2 separate regions of the Pan troglodytes genome follow, and region 1 is linked to region 2. The links are chromatin contacts, called in public HiChIP or PLAC-seq maps. All regions are on one chromosome and are shown on one strand. The core of a region is the stretch at or near the end of the contact, and the rest is flanking DNA. Distances in the headings are between cores, read along the strand shown. Region 1 holds the start of SPACA6 (sperm acrosome associated 6). Region 2 holds the start of ETFB (electron transfer flavoprotein subunit beta).

Region 1 (6,348 bases), core at 2,177-4,676, 330 kb before region 2:
AGGACATCCCTCCCTGGCTCTGCGCTGGCTTCTCTCTCCGCCCATCGCCTCTCTCCTCTCCCCGCTTCTCTTTTCTTCCTTCTCTCCCCCTCTTTCTCCTTCTTTTCCTCTACCTTCTGTCTTTCATCCTCCCCTTCTCCCCCTTCCCCCTCTTTGTCTCTCTCATTCTCTCTCTGGCCCTCTCTCAGTCTCTCTCTCTCCTCTTTCTCACCCTTCTCCACCCCCTTTTCTCGGATGTCTTTCCTCACTTCCGCTCCCTCCGCCCCTTCCCTCTCTCCATCCCTCACCTCCGTCTCCTGCTCTCTCTCAGTCTCTGTCTCTCTCCCTCTCTCTCTCCTTCCCTCCCTCTTAGGTCTCTCTCTTTCCTCCCCTCCCCCTTCTCTCTTTGGGTCTCCCTCCCTTCTCTCTCTTTTCTCCTTCCCTCTCTCCCTCCCCCTCGCAGCTCGAGCCAGGTCTGGAGCTGGGGGTGGGGTGGGGGTGGTTTGAGAAGGGGCCCAGGGCTGGGGTAGCGACCTGCTGAGGAGGGGGAGGAGAGGCGGGAAAGGGGCGGAGAAGGAAAGGGGGGAGGCGGGGGCCGGAGACGGGTCTACGGTCCCAGCTCTCTTCCCCCTTCCCTCCTTCCCAACCTCCCAGACCCTCAGGCGGGGGCGAGAGTCAGGCCAAGGTGGGGAGGAAGGGGAAGGGAGGAGGCTGCCCCCGCCCCCACCCCCCCACACCAACCTGGCCCGGAGCCCAGGCCTGGGTTCCCAGCATGCCCCGGGGCTGCCTGGGGCCTGAGGAGGAGGGTGAGGGGAGAGGGGAAGCCGAGAATCTCAAAGATTCCCCGGACCTAAGCATCTCCCCCACCCGCCAACCAGTGTCTCCTTGGGGAAACTGAGGCGGAGAGAGAAGGGTCAGGACTTGTTCAAGGTCACTGGACAAGGCGTTGGTGGAAACGCGAACTCCCTGGGCCCATAGCCCGGCTTTGGGGAAGGGGTAGGCTCTGGACTTCCCCCAGGCCTAGGTCCCCCTCCCCCTCTCTGCGGACCCTGGGGAGCCCCCAAGGGTCAGAGAGCAGACCCAAACAGTCTGGCACCATGGCAACTAGCTGGTCCCGCCCCCTTAACCCCTGGAGGGCTGGACTCCAGCTGGGGCTAAAGAGGAGGTGGGGACTCCTGGGTTCCGGAGGAGGAGGGGCCTGGGGATCCCCAGAACTGCAGGCTTCAAAGGGAGAAAGATGCCGGAGCCTGAACGCTTGGGTTCTAGAGGAACAGAGGGTTGGGGGCCGCGCTCCTTGGGAAGAGGGGCTGAGGTTCTGAACTCTGGGGTTTTGAAGGAGTTAGGGGCTGGAGTGTGGATTCCCTGGTCTGAGAGAACAGACTGGGGGCTCAGACTCCTGGATCCTGGAAAAAAGGGGGCTGGGGGCTCGGATTTTGGAATGGGTGGGGGACTGGGTGGTGTACTCCCAGATCTGAGGGAGGAGGGGTCTGGGACCTGGAATCCCGAGTCCCCGAGGGAGCATGGATGCTGGGCCTCTCCTCCTCCAGACATCTCCTGCCCCCGCCGCTGACCCTGGCCTGTCTGGCAGCCCAGACAACCTCCCCCTCCTCCTCGGCCCCCTCCCACTGGCACGGCTCACCCTTGACCCCTCAAAGCCCCGCAGCCCCATCCCTGCCCGTCCCCCTCCCCTCCAGCCAGACGTTAACCCTTCCGCTGCCGCAGGCACTCCAAAGCCAGTCTTCCTCCACCTCCCCCGAGGGCTCGGGCAGCTCGCCCCTAGTCTCTTCCAGCCACGATCCTACCAGCCCCAGCCCCCATCTCTGTCCTCCCTCTTGAATCCAGGAAGTGTCCCCAGCCTTCTCCAGATTCTGGACCCCGGGATCCAGGTCCCAGCCCCCTCCTTCAAGGATTCAGGAGTCTGGGCTCCCAGCCACCCCCCCCCCCCCACCCCCAACTCCTCCTCCAAGAACCCTGAAATCCAGGCCCCCGGGTGCTCCTCCCTCAGGGACCCAGGAGTCCGGGCCCCAGCCCCCCACCCTCCCTTTCCGCAGACTCACGGCTCCCGCGGCTCCCGCGTCGCAGGGAAGGGGTCTCCTCCGCCGCCCCGGGCCCGCAGGCCGGGCCCCACCGCCACCGAGCGCTCTCCATCCTCTCCCCGCCTTCGCCGCACGGCGGCCTCTCCCCTTCCTCCCGCCGTCCCCGCCATCCTCCTTCCCTTCTCCCCGACTCCCTCCGGCCGTCGCCTCCTCCCCGGCTCTGCGGTCCGGGGCTCCCCCTCCCTGGACCCCGCCGGCGGCGCGGCCGTCGGACCAGCCCCCTCCCCAGGGGGCCCCCCGCCCCGGCCCCTCCCCACCGCCCAGCCCAGTCCGGCCTGGCTTCCCCCCTGCCCCGGAGCTGGCCCAGGTCCAGGGGAAAAAATTCCATCCAGCCCCGGGGAGGAGGAGGGAGCGGGAGGGGGAGGCCGGGCCAGGGGAGCCTGACGCAGAGGAGGGAAGGGACAAAAGAGGCCGGGAGGCGGCGGCGGCCGGCGCTCCCGCCTCGCCCGCCCTCCTCCCTCGGCCAGTCTCGCTCCTCCCCGGCTTTCCCTAGCTCCCCTCCGCCTCTCCGCCCCGTCCTGTCCCTCGCTGGCCTCCCTCCCTCTTCTCTCCTGCGCCTCCTCCTCTCTCTGTGCGTGCTCTCTCGCTCTCTCGCTCCCTCTCTCCCTCTCTCCCTCCCTCCCTCCCTCCCTTCTCTCTCTTTCTCTCTCTCTCTCTCTCTCCCTCTTTCCCTCCTCCTCTCTGCTCCTGTCATTCTTGGTTGCTTTTGCTGCCTCTCTGTGTCTCTTTCCGTCTGTCCTCCCTTCTGTCTCTGCACATCTGTCCTTCCTGTCGCCCTCTCCCTATCTCCATCCTCTTTCTCTGCCTGTGGGGCTTCTGTGTATCCCATTTATTCTTCCCTTTTCTCTGTTTCTCTCCCTCCCTTCCCGTCTCTGTGTCTCTGTTCTTCCTCTCTCTCGCTTTCTCCTCCTCTCTCTCCCCGAACCAGTCAGGGTCTGCCCGTCTCTCTCTCCCCCTTCCTGCTCTCCCAGCTTCGCCCCCACCAGCTTTAGTATCTCCACCCCCCCACCCCCACCCACTGGGGACTCAAAGGTGAATCAGACCCGAATCTGCCCTTGCAGATGGAGCTCACAGTCTGATGGAAGAGACAGAGCCAGCCGCAGACAGTCCCAATCCCGGGTGATCTGGGTATGACACAGGGAGAGGCCAGAGGCTGTGAGAGCCCAGGGCGGGAGGAATCCTGGCAGCTGGAGACGGCAGAGAGAAGGCGTGGTTGTGGCATGACCTCCACTAAGGCCCTTCCAGGCAGAGGGCACAGCTGAAGCGAAGGCCCAAGGCAGGAAACCAAGGAGGTGCTGGGAGGACAACAAAGCCCTTAAGTCTGACTAGAGCCTCCGAAGCCAGGAGCCAAGGAGCACAGGAGATGAGGCTGGTGGGGCGAGCGGGCGGGGTCAGATTCTTAGGGAGTTTCAGGCCAGGCTGGGAACTTAGCCTTCTGAGGGTGACAGGGAGCCCTGGAAGGTTGTGAGCAAGGGGCGGGGACACGGTTATAGCTGAATGTCAGACCCCGCTGAGGCTGTGTGGAGTGGAGGGGGAGAGACGGGTGGAGGCTGGGGAGGAGGCCCCCTCCCTGCAGTTTGCGGGCTAGGACCTGGGGAGAGAGGAAGGGGTGGGGCAGGAATGTGAGGAGCTGGAGATGGCTGGAGACTGCTGGGCACTGGGGGCAGAGAACAGGAACCTGTGGGCGGGAAACAGGTAGGAAAACTACAACTCCCTGAGTCTGGCCCAGGAACGGATGGGGCAGGAGTTGCTTTCAATGGGGAACTAGGAGGAAGAAGAGGGTAGAGGAGAGAGATGCTGTGGGCATCTGAGAACTTAGTGGACATTAAGAGCCAGGGAAAACGTTCAGGGAAACGTTTTAGGGAAAACGTTCAGGATGCATGGTGCTGGGCTTTCAACAGTGCATCTCCCTCCCTCCCTATCCTCCAGCCACCCAGTTCTCCTCTCTGGGGACAGCATATATTCACTAATTTCTTACGTATCTTTCCAGAGGAATTTTATACATCTATGCACATATATACCACCCTCCTCTTTTCTGTCCCCTGATAGGATCACATTATTCTGCACCTTGTTTTTTTTTTTTTTTACATGATATCCAAAGATCCTCCCATATCTAGGCTTATAGAACCTCCTCATTCATTTTAATAGTGATATAATATTCCATTGTATTCATCTATTTATTCCTAGTGTATTCAGTTAATTGGGAGATTGGGAGGTTTTTTATGTCAAGAAACTAATGCTTATGCATATTCATATTTACAGATTTGTGTATGTATGTGTGTATGTATGTATGTATGTATGTATGTATGTATGTATTTATTTTTGAGACGGATTGCCCAGGCTGGAGTGCAGTGGCATTATCTCAGATCACTGCAACCTCTGCCTCCCAGGTTCAAGCCATTCTCCCACCTCAGCCTCCCACGTGGTTGGAACTACAGGCCTGCGCCACCAGGCCCGGCTAATTTTTGTATATTCTGTAGAGATGGGGTTTTGCCACGTTTGCTGGACTGGTCTTGAACTTCTGACCTCAAGTGATCCTCCCACCTTGGCTGAGCCACCACACCTGGCCCAAATTTGCTGATTTTTAAAGTGATTTTGTCCAATGCTTTTAAGCCTCTAAACCCAGATATTCAATAAATGCTTACTTCTAGAGCCTTTAAAATTTGTTGATAATTACTAACAATGGGATAATAATAATGACAACAGATACCCTTTATTGAATGACTACTTGGAGCCAGTTCCTGGGATGAGTATTTGTTATACATTATATCATTGATTACACAGAAACCTTATTATTAGAAACTATTATTATCCCAATCGTAAGGATGGAATACTGAATAGGATGCAGCTCTGAATAGCCAGTTGCCCAAGCTCACAAAGTATGTGATGGAGCTAGAGATTCAAACCCAGGCCTCTCTGGCTCCTTCTTTGGGGTGGGCTGGCTCTGGGAAAATATGCTATTTCTAAGGATTGACACTGGGTACATTTAAACTTGTCATGCACACAAATTCATGTATGATTAAGAAGGACCCTTTGTCAGACCCCTCACTTTCACTTACGATCTAGAGTTACTGTCATTCTACATTCACCCTGGATGCCCTGTAGACAGATCAGGACAGGCACCGCATCACAGTCCTTGTCCTGGCCCTGATCCTGTTGTGTTGTGATTTTCTACGTCTGGGTCTGTCTTTGGGAATTTACTGAGGGCACGGTCTGGGTCTGAGTCATCTCTGTGTCCTCGATATCACTCCACCCAGGCATGGCTCAGAGCAGGGGCTCAGGAAAATGTTTGCTAAGTGAATGAATGAAGAGATGAGTGAATAATAAATGACTTGTGGATTAGTCTGGGACTTGCTTAAGCCCCCAGGAACAGTGACCATAATTCCCATTAGTTTCTGAAACATAAGGCCTCTGTTCTCATCAGTTAGCAAGTCACAGGGACCACTGGTTCCTTCATTCTGTGAAATACGGGGCTCCAAATCTCTCAGCACATAAGACTCATCTACTGCAATTCCTACAAATATCCAGAACTCAGGATCCATCATTCCCTTCACTCCCTGAGACAGGGGGCCACCATTCCCATCAGACATTGGAACACAAGTACAGGTTGAGCATCCTTAATGCAAAAATCTCGAATCTGAAATGCTCCAAAATCAAAAACTTTTTGAGCACCGACATAACGTCAGAAGTGAAAAATTTCATTCCATCACTTGATCTCATGTGATAGACTGCAGTCAAAACTTTGTTTCATGGGGCTGGGCACAGTGGCTTATGCCTGTAATCCAGCGGTTTGGGAGGCTAAGGCAGGAGGATCACTTGAGCCCAGGAATTTGAGACCAGCCTGGGCAACATAGTGGGATTCCCATCTCTACAGTAAAAAAATTTAAAACTTAGCAGGGCATAGTGATGCATGCTTCTCCCAGCTACTAGGGAGGCTGAGGTGGGAGGATTGCTTGAGCCCAGGAAGTTGAGGCTGCACTCCAGCCTGGTTGATAGAGTGAGACCCTGTCTTAAAACAAACAAACAAAAAACCTTGTTTCATGCACAAAAATATTGTATAAAATTATCTTCAGGCTATGTGTAGAAGGCATATATAAATGAAATGAAAACAAATGAATTTTGTGTTTGGACTTGGGTCTCATCCCCAAATATCTGATTTTATATATATGAAAATAGTCCAAAATACAAAATAAAAAAATCAAACCTCAAACACTTTCTGTCTCAAGTATTTTGGATAAGGGATGCTCAACCTATATCACCATCCTTATCAGTC
Region 2 (6,099 bases), core at 621-3,120:
CCTTCCACCCCGGGCTCAGTTGCAGCTGTCCCTTGTCGGCCGAGGCCGCCACGAACCCCGCCCCTCGACTCGTGGGCTTGTCCCCGACCCCCTCCCCGTCCTGGTAGCGGCAGTAACCGCAGGTCTTGATGTGACCTCCAAGTCTCAATCCAAACGCCTGACTCCCGGTCGGTGGATCTCGGCTCCTGGCCACACACCGGGTTGGGGGCAGGAGACGGGAGAGCTTCCGGTTGCGGCCGAACCCGTAGTGACTGGGGCGGCGCCCGCGGGGGCTGATGCGCCCGCTCTCCCCAGCCACGCTGGCGGTGACTGTGGCGTGCATGGTGCTGGCGGTGGGTGTCGGCGTGGTGGGCATGGTGATGGGACTGCGGATTCGGTGCGACGAGGGCGAGTCGCTGCGGGGCCAGACCACGAGTGCCTTCCTCTTCCTCGGCGGTGAGACTGCAGACCGCCCCAGGCGGGCAGGCAGGGGCGGGCCCTGGGTGATGGAGGGGCCTGGTCACCAGGGGAGGGGCTTGAGGTACTCGGCCAGGATCCGAGGGGCAGGGCTGGAAGAAGCCGAGAGAGGTGGGCGGGGCTCGAGACAGAGTTCAGAGCGGGAGGAGCAGGAAGGGGCCTGGACCAGAGGCGGGCTGAGAGGCGATAGGCGTGGTCTGATAGAAGGGGGCGGGTCTGAGGGGGCGTGGCCTGGGTGCAGCCCCACCAGGCCCAGCTAGCTCATCTTGCGGCTGGGCGGGGCCCAGGACTGCTGCTGCTGACCGCCTTGATAGGCTACACCGTGAAGAATGCGTGGAAGAACAACGTCTTCTTCTCTTGGTCCTATTTTTCTGGGTGGCTGGCCTTACCCTTCTCAATTCTCGCGGGTAACCTGGACAGCGGGAAGAGGGTGGAGGAGACTGCCCAGAAGACCCTCACCCCAGAGGCTCCCCAGCTGCCCTCCCAGGAAACCCCGGGGACCTCTCGGGGACTCCCCAACACACTAACGACTCCCGCAGACCCGGCAGAGACCCCCTTGGAGCCCCAAACCCCAGTCCCCGGGGCCCTCCCGGCCATCCGCCCCAGGGCCCACCTTCCTCTCCCTGCCCCGCACCCCCGTCCCCCCAGGCTTCTGCTTTCTGCTGGCAGACATGATCATGCAGAGCACCGACGCCATCAGTGGATTCCCCGTGTGTCTGTGACTGCAGCCTGCCTGGGGCAGAATAAAGGAACGGCTTTTTTTTTAGCGCTGCGGCTCCGCGTGCTTTTCTGCGGGTCGTGGGGACGCAGGCACGGGGTTGCATAGAGGCTCAGGGAAGACATAAGGACATGAACTCATAGGGAACGTGGAGACAGGGAGACACAGACATGGAGACACAAGTCTCCATGGATTGGGATGGGAACAGGGACATGTGGGAGGGGCGGGGCCAGGCGGGGACGTGGGCCTTTGGAGAGGGTGTGGAGAGGCTGTGGGGACGACATGGAGGTGAAGTAGAGACACGGACAGGGGAGGATACGGATATGGAAGGGACAGGGAACACGGGGATGGAGAGAGTGGAGAGACCGACGCGCGAGGATTCAGAGGCGTGGGAATACGAGTAGCGCAACTTGGAGAGGCCGGGAAGAAGTGGGGGATCTGGAGAGGGAGAGCAGATCCGGGGATACCGGGAAGTGTTTATAGGACCGAGAGGATCTATAAACTCCGGGCGCGCTTCCCTCCAGTGCACGACCTTTCCCCTAGTTCTCTGCCCTGCCCTCTCCGCCAGGCCTTTCCTTCCCTCTCCAGGTCCCGCTCGCTCCCCGAGATCCGCTTCCCATTGGTTTGCATTGCTTGCCACACCTCCCTTCCCTCCGGCCTCTCGATTGGTCCTCTGTCGGGGAGGCGGGCTCTGCAGCGGTTGACTGGCTGACCGCGCTGCGCGCAGGCGCAGAGAGGGGCGCGGGGGGCGGGGGTGGTGGGGCTTCTGGACTGAGCCGCTGAGGGTGCGGGCTGACCCTGTAAGTGGCTGCGGCGGGAAGATGGCGGAGCTGCGCGCGCTCGTAGCTGTCAAGAGGGTCATCGACTACGCCGTGAAGGTGACCGGGCCCCCCTCTCCCACATCCCTGAGTCCCGCAGCCGTGTGCTTCCGGGGCCACGAGCGCACGCTGGGTGGGGGTCTTCTCGTAACCCCCGACCTCTGCCGCTTTAACCCCCAAACGTCAAAGTCACCTGAGGGCAAAAATCCAAGAGTGAAGTTCTAACATCCGATCCCTCCGGGGTCACGGCCATGTTCTCTTTTCCCTCGTTCTGGATTCACTCTCTTGATAACTGTTCAGAGTGAGTTGCTATCTCTATTTCTTACCCACTGGAAGAAGTCACGGTCCCTGTTTAACGCACGGAGAAACTGAGGCACAGAGAGGTCACCCAGCTAGAGAAGGGCAGAGCCGAGAGTTCTATCCGGGTTCCTCTGACTGCTTTCACCCACTAGGCTGCATTACTTACCATTGTACTCTTATATTACCCGAAATGTGCTATAGAGGGAGTCAGACAGGGTCCTGTGGGGCCCCAGAAGCTGCTTTCCACCCTCCATAGCCACAGGGTGAGCCAGGAGGCTCTAGCTAGGGAGAGAGAAGTGTGTTTGCTAGAGATGAAAGTTCAAGGAGCCAACCTGATTGAGCTGGAGGTAGCTCACATTCTCCATGAAAGAGGGGGGAGGGTGCTCTCTGAGCGCCTGGCTTGTTGTCCCCAGAGGGAAGCTGGTGTGGACAGAGGTGAATCAGACACGGTCTCTCAGGCCCGTTTCTCTCAATGCTTGGCCTGAACTGGACTGAAGATGGTGACTGTCTGTCCATGTCTGTCCTTCCCATCAGCCTGGGGACTTAACCTCCGTGTCGCCAGCATTACCTAGCGCAGGGCCTGGCACCCTGGAGGCCTCAGGGTGGGCAAAACCAGGGTCACAAAGTTGACACTGATACTGCCCCTGCCTGCTTAGGGAGTGGGCTGGGGAAGAGGGTACAGGAGCCAGACTTGAGCATGAAAGTGTCAGTGATGATAGCAGCCAGCATTTAGCGGGTACTTACGTGGCAGGCATCGTTCCAAGTCCTTTGCAGAGATTAACCCATTCAGTCCTTTCAGTACCCTTTGTATTATTTATTATTTATTTTTACTTTTTGAGACGGAGTTTTGCTCTTTTTGCCCAGGCTGGAGTGCAATGGCGCAGTCTTGGCTCACTGCAACCTCCGCCTCCCGAGTTCAAGCAATTCTCCTACCTCAGCCTCCCAGGTAGCTGGGATTACAGGCATGCGCCACCACACCTGGCTAATTTTTTGTATTTTTAGTAGAGATGGGGTTTCACCATGTTGGTCAGGCTGGTCTCAAACTCCAGACCTCAGGTGATCCACCCGCCTGCCTCGGCCCCCCAAAGTGCTGGGATTACAAGCCTGAGCCACCATGCCTGGCCGACCCTTTGTATTATTAATTCCATTGGATAGATGAGGAAACTGAGGCCTGTCAGATCTCCCAGCCAGTAAGTGGCAGAGTTACGATCGAAACCCTGGGCAAGTCTGGCTCTAGACTCTGCTCTCCCATCTCCCTCAATGCCCCCTGTCCTAATGATGCCTCTGGCAGCACATGACAGGGATGTCACCTGTAGCCCTTTTGAGACATATTCCTCTTGGGGTCCTGGGACCCAACACTTGGTTTCTTCCCTGCTCTGACTGTTCGTTACTGTCACATCTTTGGAGTCCTACAGCTCCCTGGGCCTCCTCTCTCCATCCCAGCCCTGGCCTTCCCCGCCTGGCATGTCTGGGATTGGATCCGTCTCCCCCATGGTGCAGGCCCACGTTTGACTCAGCTCTGGTCCCAGCATCACTCCCTGGCACATGGATGTCTCTGGTGTGCTCAGGGAGAGAACAGAGGGGAAGCGTGAAGGCCGCGTTGAATCAGCTACTGTCCTTTCCAGAGGGTGCTGCCTTCCCCTCCCGCAGTGCCCCAGGGCTCCCTGCATTACATCCTGTCTCACTGGATGTGTCTGTTGATGTCCTTTTCAGAACAAATAAATGATTCAGACCCTGACAGCTTCCTAAACACCAGATTAGACCTGGGTACTGTCCCACCCCCTTTCCCTTCTCCCAAAGCTGTCAGTTCTCCACCCCCCGCCCTTCTTGCCCTATTGTCTCTTGGTGTCATTGTCTCACCTGGACCCTCACCCTGGTCCTCCCTCACTCCCAGTCTCTCCCTCTCAGCCCACCTCTACCCAGCCTTAGGGGCCTTTCTGCACCCAGAGCTCACCCTGCTCTCCCCTGCTCCCAGCCTGCCTGTGGCTCCCCAGCACCCTCAGGACAGAGTCGCAGCCCCTCTGCCTGGCATTTGGGATGCTTTGTGGTCCAGCCTCCTCTTCATGGTCTGCTTCAGCCGTCCACTTCCCTCCTTGGACCCTCCCTTACCCTTTGTGCTTCTGCCACTGTGACCTGCTCCTCCTGTCCTGACAGACCAGGCCGCGGCTCGCCCGTTCCATGCCTTCTTCCAGCACCACCCTCCTACCTCTGCTTTCTGTCCTTTGTCCTGCCCAAACTCCAACTCATGGATTATATCAAAATCTAGTGATTCTCGGCCAGGCACGGTGGCTCACACCTCTAATCCCTGCACTTTGTGAGGCCGAGGCGAGTGGATCAGTTGAGGTCAGGAGTTTGAGACCAGCCAGACCAACATGGTGAAACCCCATCTCTCCTAAAAATAAAAAAAATTAGCCAGGCATGGTGGCATGTATCTGTAGTCCCAGCTACTCGGGAGGCTGAGGCAGGAGAATCGCTTGAACCTGGGAGGCAGAGGTTGCAGTGAGCCAGGATTGTGTCCCTGTACTCCAGCCTGGGTGACAGAGCTAGACTCAGTCTCAAAATAATAATAATAATTTAGTGATTCTCCCTGGCATCGCCTCCTCCAGGAAGCCCCTGACCCTACACCCTCAGGTTGCCTTGGTATATCCCTGGGGGCTTCTGCAGTCCCTAGATTTGCTTCCATCAGCCCTCGCCAGACTGGATTGGGATCCTCTGTTTACCCCACGTTCCCCACTGCCCTACTCCATCATCCCCAGGCTGGTAGCTCCCTGCAGAGAGGGGCCATGTCCGATCCACCTCTGTTCCCAGAATCACGTGCTCACTCCCTGACCTCTTTCACCTCCTTGCTCAAACATCACCTTCTCTGGGAGGACTTCCCTGCTTGCCTCCTTAAAATCACAGGCCCCAGGTCCCTGTGTTTTGCTGTGTTTTCCCCTATACTTAGCAACTAGGAAGGGAGAGGAAAGTATGTTTGCTAGAGATGAAAGTTCAAGGAGCCAACCTAACTGAGTGGAGGGAGTGACTCACATTGTCCATGAAAGAGGTGGGAGCAGGGGCACCCTCTGAGAGCCCAGCTTGTCCCCAGAGGGAAGCTGGTGTGGACACTTTGTAATCCACAGTGTTGTTTACTTATTGATTGCTCTGGTGTCTGTCGCCCCTTCTGGAATTTGAGCTCCAGGTGTGGGGAAGACAGTTTGATGTGGTCACTGCTTCCTGAGACAGTGGGTGCACTACTAGAATAGTGCAGACCTCAGACTCCAAGCCCAGCACCTGCGTCCACTTCCTGCTGTGTGATCTTGAGGAAATTGCTTCACCACTCTGAGCCTCATTTTTCTACTCTGTACAATGGGGATAATGGTACTATCTACTTTATTGAGTTGTAATGAAAATTAAATAAGCCCTTGGAACAGTGCCTGGCACACAGTAGTTTGTTTTGTTTTATTTTTTGAGACGGAGTCTATCTCTGTTGCCCAGGCTGGAGTGCAGTGCACGATCTCAGCTCACTGGAACCTCCACTTCCCAGGTTCAAGCAACTCTGCCTCAGCCTCCTGAGTAGCTGGGATTACACGTGTGAGCCACCACGCCTGGCTAATTTTTGTATTTTTAGTAGAAACGAGGTTTTGCTATGTTAGCCAGGCTGGTCTAGACCTCCTGACCTCAGGTAATCCGCCCGCCTCAGCCTCCCAACGTGCTGGGATTACAGGTGTGAGCCACTGTGACCAGCTGCAATAAGTGTTTTTATTGGGAGAAGTAGTAATGGATGTTTAGTTAGTCATTTATTCAAAACATAAGTGCTGTGCTCAGAGT

The links. HiChIP or PLAC-seq counts read pairs in DNA pulled down with a chosen protein or histone mark.
Region 1: a contact with region 2 is called in an H3K4me3 HiChIP or PLAC-seq map of stem cell-derived excitatory neurons, with 8 times the contacts expected there. The contact joins the promoter of SPACA6 here to the promoter of ETFB in region 2. A contact is called at or near these places in 1 of 7 Hi-C or Micro-C datasets (stem cell-derived neural progenitor cells) and 1 of 1 datasets of contacts at active chromatin or transcription factors (stem cell-derived excitatory neurons).

What each region holds. Positions count from the first base shown.
Region 1 is chr20:54,545,055-54,551,402 of NHGRI_mPanTro3-v2.0_pri, reverse strand. SPACA6 (sperm acrosome associated 6) reads right to left here and starts at 3,426. Exons shown (of 8, transcript XM_016936735.3): 1 at 3,148-3,426. The coding sequence starts at 3,297.
Region 2 is chr20:54,217,097-54,223,195 of NHGRI_mPanTro3-v2.0_pri, reverse strand. ETFB (electron transfer flavoprotein subunit beta) reads left to right here and starts at 1,870. Exons shown (of 6, transcript XM_016936709.2): 1 at 1,870-2,052. The coding sequence starts at 1,996. CLDND2 (claudin domain containing 2) reads left to right here. Exons shown (of 4, transcript XM_016936711.4): 3 at 295-435; 4 at 744-1,305. The coding sequence ends at 1,282.